2 separate regions of the Mus musculus genome follow, and region 2 is linked to region 1. Evidence: chromatin contacts called from public HiChIP or PLAC-seq data. All regions are on one chromosome and are shown on one strand. The core of a region is the stretch at or near the end of the contact, and the rest is flanking DNA. Distances in the headings are between cores, read along the strand shown.

What was found. HiChIP or PLAC-seq counts read pairs in DNA pulled down with a chosen protein or histone mark.
Region 2: a contact with region 1 is called in an H3K27ac HiChIP or PLAC-seq map of neural progenitor cells, with 26 times the contacts expected there. The contact joins two enhancer-like sites. A contact is called at or near these places in 3 of 484 Hi-C or Micro-C datasets (astrocytes, cerebral cortex and forebrain) and 7 of 115 datasets of contacts at active chromatin or transcription factors (the NIH/3T3 cell line, astrocytes, embryonic basal ganglia and 3 more).

Annotation. Positions count from the first base shown.
Region 1 is chr13:101,810,773-101,813,650 of GRCm38.p6, reverse strand. No RefSeq gene overlaps it. Among named protein-coding and RNA genes, the nearest start is that of Pik3r1, 44 kb to the right of the region's middle. Within about 2 kb of position 1,505, at least 107 of the 459 cell types and tissues checked have an H3K27ac peak or open chromatin away from gene starts, as enhancers often do. A contact at or near this core is called in cerebral cortex, forebrain, neural progenitor cells and 2 more, where this site is marked.
Region 2 is chr13:102,572,149-102,575,026 of GRCm38.p6, reverse strand. All of the region lies in intron 1 of Gm29927 (a long non-coding RNA gene), which reads left to right. Among named protein-coding and RNA genes, the nearest start is that of Gm29927, 19 kb to the left of the region's middle. Within about 2 kb of position 1,501, at least 145 of the 459 cell types and tissues checked have an H3K27ac peak or open chromatin away from gene starts, as enhancers often do. A contact at or near this core is called in cerebral cortex, forebrain, neural progenitor cells and 2 more, where this site is marked.

The DNA.
Region 1 (2,878 bases), core at 256-2,755:
TTGCAAATGCCTTTTTTTTTTCCTCCTCAGATCAATTACCTGTTCAGCATTTAACCTGAAGAACTGACTGAGAGTCTCCACTATTGGTGTGTGGTCAGTACTGTCAGAGGAGCAGAGACTTAGAAGTGCTGCCTAAAAAGTTTCCTTCTCTTTTTTTTTCCCCCCTTCCCACCTCTGTCTCCATGGAGATGAGGTCAGAGGCCACAGGGAGCTCGCAGAGAGCCAGCAGCTGAGAATGAGAAGGCTCACTTAGAGAGCTCAGCTGAAAGCTATAAACTCCTTTACAAAGACCAGCTGAGTCTGTTGGCCTCCGCATCTGAGGTGCTTTTTACACTGATAAATAGGGGACTTTTTGTTTTTCTCTTTTGGGGTGTAACGGGGGCGAGGGGTGGGGGGAGAGAAGAGGTACAGCTGAGTAAAAATCAGGTTTGTCTTTACAATTAAGCTTAGTCTGTCAATTAATGGAGGAAATAATGTGTAAATACAGAAAAATCCCTTAAGAGGTGGATTTCATTTACTTAATACCTTTAAATAATAGTGTGCGTGAAAAACTAAACAGTGATCGCTCGTGTAAACCTCTGTTCTTTCAAGCTGGCTGTTTGCATACTTGAAGAAAAAAAATATATGAGCATCTTCATTGCATACTGCCAATTGTGAATGATTTTACCTGATGGAACATCGTGTCAATGCAATTCAAAATTACTGGGAAAAACAAACCTGAAGGTATAGGCAGTTGTTCTCGCCCCATGAAGAAGTTCCACAAGTTAAGGTATAGTTTACGGTCGCCCTTGTCTTTCTTGAACTGTGGCCACTGTGTCTGAGTTCTCTCCTGACCATTACAGGAAAGGACAGGGGGACTCTGAAGAGGGAGAGAGGAAGGGAAGCCAGTAAGTAATTTACTTTCTATGGCTTGCAATGAGTCACCACTTAATATGTCAAAAGGCTTTATCATTTTTATTTATTGTGTCATTTTTCACATAAACAGCTAGACATTTATTAAAACAATATAAAATGTAAATTTAGGTTTGAGAAACCCCAAGCGAGTCCTTATGAAAAGAAGATGTAAAGCAGCCCAGGTTTCCCTTTTGAATATGCTTTTTTTTTTTTTTTTTTTTTTTTTTTTTTTGCCACACATCTTTAAAGCTCACAGCTTATAAAGTCATCGTTATTCTCAAGGAGGTTTGCAAAACTCTCATCGTGTCTCTAACATTAAACAAGCCAGTTGTTAGCTTTAGCCTTCAGTCACACAAGCACTCCGAATCTTCTAGAAAGTTGTTTCAGCGAACATCAGAACCACAGTCTCTCTAGCTGCCGTGAGATCTCTCTTTCCCCTGATCTTCTGTCTTGGTACCCCCTCCAAATCCCCGCCAGCCTCGCCCCTCACCCTTTCTTTCTCCCGTCTGTGCTGAGCCTTCTCTGTCCTGGGCTGAGCCCTCTCTGTCCTGGGCTGAGCCCTCCTTTTATCCCACTTCCCTCTGCTCTCAGAAGTGAAACAGAACATCGTGTTCCCAAGCTGCCCAGCACACATGCCTCAGGATGCTGCCAAGTTCACAGCTGACCAATTGGCCTACTTTAGAGGGCTTGCATTTAGAAGATTTACAACCTTTATTCCCACTGCCCATCCTCAACCCTCATCCCCGTAAGCGCAATAAAGACTGTGTCAAATGTACTGATAAATCAAGAGCTCTTTGGTTTCGTTGCAACAAAATGGGCAGGCAGTTCTCTTCCGTGGCTTGCAGCCCTGCGGTTCACTCCCGAGGAAATGGAAAACATTGGCTGGTGTGGTTCACAGAGACGTTTGGAAGCAGCTGCCTCTGAATTCGGAACTCATTTCTAAAGAAATATACTGATGAAATGAGATGGTTTTCAATCAGGGCAAGGGGCTATCCATCTTTTAATTTCTTTCCAAAAAACAGGCTCAGGCAAACTGGCCTTCTTCCCATTTAGAAGACGGGGTTGGGCCTGCCTTTTCCACCGAGGTCGGGATAGGCAGCTTTGGTAGACGTTAAGTACTTTGAGCACCCTTGTTTGGCTTTTCAGTAAAGACCAGTAAGAATGAGAATTTAATAGAGTTGTTTTGCTTTGGTTCGGTTTTGGTTTTTGTGTTTCTAAGCAGATAAAGGAATTGTTTTCTCTTGGAGCCGGTGATTTCTTATTTATTATCTATCTGGTACAGTTCATTAAAATCTATTTTCTCTTGAGGGCAGACCCAGGTTTTCATAAAGCTGGTAAAACATGGCACCTTTGTTATGAGCAAGGATATTAAATTAGGCTCAAGAGCGAATGTCTATTTTAAAATAAATAAGAAAGTCACAACTTCTTACAAATAATAGAAGGCACCCAGAAGATGATACAAATAGTAATATAAATATAATAATATAAATAATTGGCATTAAGTAATAGCCAATGGTTTATTACAGTTTAACCGTTCAGCTCACTTATAAATTTGTTGTAATACTTTCTCATCTGTCCCTTCATGGCACGACCTGTAGAATGCTGTTTCATGTAGAGAGATGATTTCTGCCTTTCTTTCGGCAGAGTAGATGGAGTTTTTACATTTTATTTGATTTATGTATTTATTTGGTTATTGGTGGATTAGAAAAGGTCCTTTGCCTTCAGAACTCACTAGTCATGGCGCAGCTGAAACGTCTCCCGGGAGCTCCAGGGTGCTTCTTTGGAAAAGTCCCTTTGATCTCTCCGGGCAGAGCTCCAGACACCCTTTGGCCATAGCTTCAGTGACTGGCTTGGTCTTGTTGGGTGACCTCCGTGGGAGAACAGGGCACAAAACACTTGTGGCAGAACCTGGGTCTGGAGGCCCTTGGCAGAGTGGTGCCCATCTCACTCCAAGCCTTCTTTGATGGTGCCAAAGTTGGATTCC
Region 2 (2,878 bases), core at 252-2,751, 760 kb before region 1:
GAGCTTGCTGACAGGTGACTGATATAACTGTTCCCTGAGAGGCTCTGCCAGTGCCTGACAAATACAGAAGGAGATGCTCACAGCCATCCATTGGACTGAGAACAGGGTCCCCAATGAAGGAGCTAGAGAAAGGACCCAAGAAGTTGAAGGGGTTTATAGCTTCATAAGAGGAACAACAATTTGAACTAATCAGTACCCCCAGAGCTCCCTGGGACTAAACCACCAACCAAAGAGTACACATGGTAGGACTCATGGCTCCAGCTGCATATGTAGCAGAGGATGGCCTACTCGGTCATCAATGCTAGGAGAGCCTCTTGGTTCTGTGAAGGCTCTATGCCCCAGTATAGGGGAATGCCAGGGCCAGGAAGTGGGAATGGGTGGGTTGGTGAGCAGGGGGAGGGAAGAGGGGATAAGGGGGGATTTTGGAGGGAGACCAGGAAGGGGGACAACATTTGAAATGTAAATAAAGAAAATATCTAATAAAAAAGATTGAAAAGGACAATACAAGTAGATTTGGCCAATGGATTTTGAGCAAAATGACATGTGTCACTCTTAAAAGTTGTATTATTTTATGTCAGCGAGAGACCCTGCAGAGCTGTCCCTTCTCTCTTGAGAATATGTAAAATGGGGATTTGACTCTTATAAACAGAGCCATTCTATCAACAGATGATAAGAAATAAGAATTGCTTGGTTACTATGGTTTTAGAGTTGTTATTACAGTGAAATTTAGCCAATTTGGGCAATTTATCTTAATGTGTCTGCTTCCTTCTCCTTATATTGTTTGAGGTAAAATACAGACTTGAGAGCATTTAAGAGCTGAGTTCTTGGCTTTTTTTTTTTTTTTTTAGAATATTCCTGGGAATTCCTTGTCCAGTTCATGGTCTCATGGGCATCATTAGTATAGCCCCAAACCTACATGCATGTTAAGACAAAATATGTTCAACCTCTTGAGCCTATGTCAGCAGGTGTGCCAACATTGCTTGTAAGCCTCCAACGAGTCCAAATATGTGACTCAGAAGCAAGGGTTAACTCGCTCACAAGAAAAGGCTTTCTGCATGCTTTGTTTCCATCTTCTTCTAGAACATGGCCTCAATGGCTGACCTACTGACTCCCCCTTCCCTGGCAAGCCGTGCACTAGCGGACTGCCCACCAACCAGGCAATTGAGTTGTTGCGGCCTGGCCATCCTGTCAGGGTGCTCTGGGCTTTGGAGCAGAGCACTGTGATCAGCAGACTTTTAGCACAAGGCTTCGTTTATTCAGAGCCCACTGTTGGCAGTGCAGTGAACTGCTCTTTTGTGAGACTTAGGGGGTCACAATTGGTTTTCTGTTCCCTGATGGACATAATAAAGAGGCAGGGTGGCCTCTTTCCCCTTGTCCAGGACAAGGAGTTGGGAGCTCTGCCTTCTGCCTTCAGCTCCCCCACTAAGGGACTTTCCCCAGCCACCTTGCCAAGCCTCTGTGACTCAGCCACTTTCTTTGGGAATTGAGGATGATCTGATTTATTCAAGAGCTGTGAGGCATGCTTGAAAAGGCCGTTGAAAACTGCAGCTTGTGTAGAATGGCTGGCCATCTTCTATGGTTTGGAAACTGGCACAGAGGTTGGGGAATTTCCCTTTCTTGTGTGGAGGTCTGTGGTTTTCTGTGCAGAAAAGTAGGGCTGGCCTGGTGTAACATTCCCCTGATCCCTCCTACTTCCTCTTGGGACCTGTGCCCTGTGATCAGAGCCTGTGCCCTTTGTCAGAAGGCTGTCAGAAGCCATATGCCCCACCATGCTAAGCTGCTGCTTCTCCTAGCTTTCAGAAAAAGTCACTTCTAATTTTAAGAATTAGAGCAATGTTTTAGACAGAAGGAAACGCAGTATGTGAAACGTTACACAGAGAAACAGTTACCCTTGAACACAACAGAGGACATAGAAGCACAAACAAGCCAGTTCCCACACAGAACTTTAAAGGATCAGCTCTAATGGGCTAGAGGGACACACAGCCACTAACTGCTTGGTTGTTGTCTTTCTAGCAGGGATCTGCCACAGTAGAACTAAAGCTACATAGTTGCTCTAAGGAATAGAGTTGATAACTAAAGAAAGGAAGGAAAACAGAAAGAACCTCTTAATAGTCTGTAATAGTGAGACAATCACCCAACTAATGACCTGTAATATTCAAGTAAATTCTGGCTTCTCATTAACCGGGGGTTGCATCTGCTGTGCAGTCTCAGTTAAAGAGAAAACAAAGTCTTTAGCTGAATAAGCAGGAAGTTATTACCTTCCATAGGTACCCTGGAGTCCAACGATAAATAAAATTACTACTATATAAAATTATTGGAATGTTACATTAAGTAAATGGAAAGTAATGTTGCATATGATATATTTACTGAAGATATTTTGTACATAGCAAAAAAAACTTTATAAAAGCTATTTAGATATTTTAAAATGTGCCCAGAGTGAGGCACAGTGAAATTCATGATAATATTTGAAACCCATAGGGTTTTATAATATAATTTACAATTAGAAAGGAAACAAGACAAGTCATAATAAGGTCCCAGTGTGTGTCTATGGGTAGAGGCATAGCACTCTGCTTTCTTTTCTTCCCATCAGCAGGCACAGCGACCTGTATGTAGCAAGTGTTGAACTTTCATCAGTGGTGGTTTAGTTGAGTTATATCCAATCCATCAGGAACAGGCTTTCTGCCAATGAATCTATGTAGATGTAATGACTAGGAAATATACAATCATTTCTGTCCTTGGCTTTACACCCCATGGCCTGATCCAGCTTCTTTTCATATATATATCTACAGGTTTCTTAATGGAATGCAATGTAGGAATTAAGAATAACATATCTGGAAAGAGGGGACTGGATGGTTTTGGTGAGAGATTCCTTTATTTG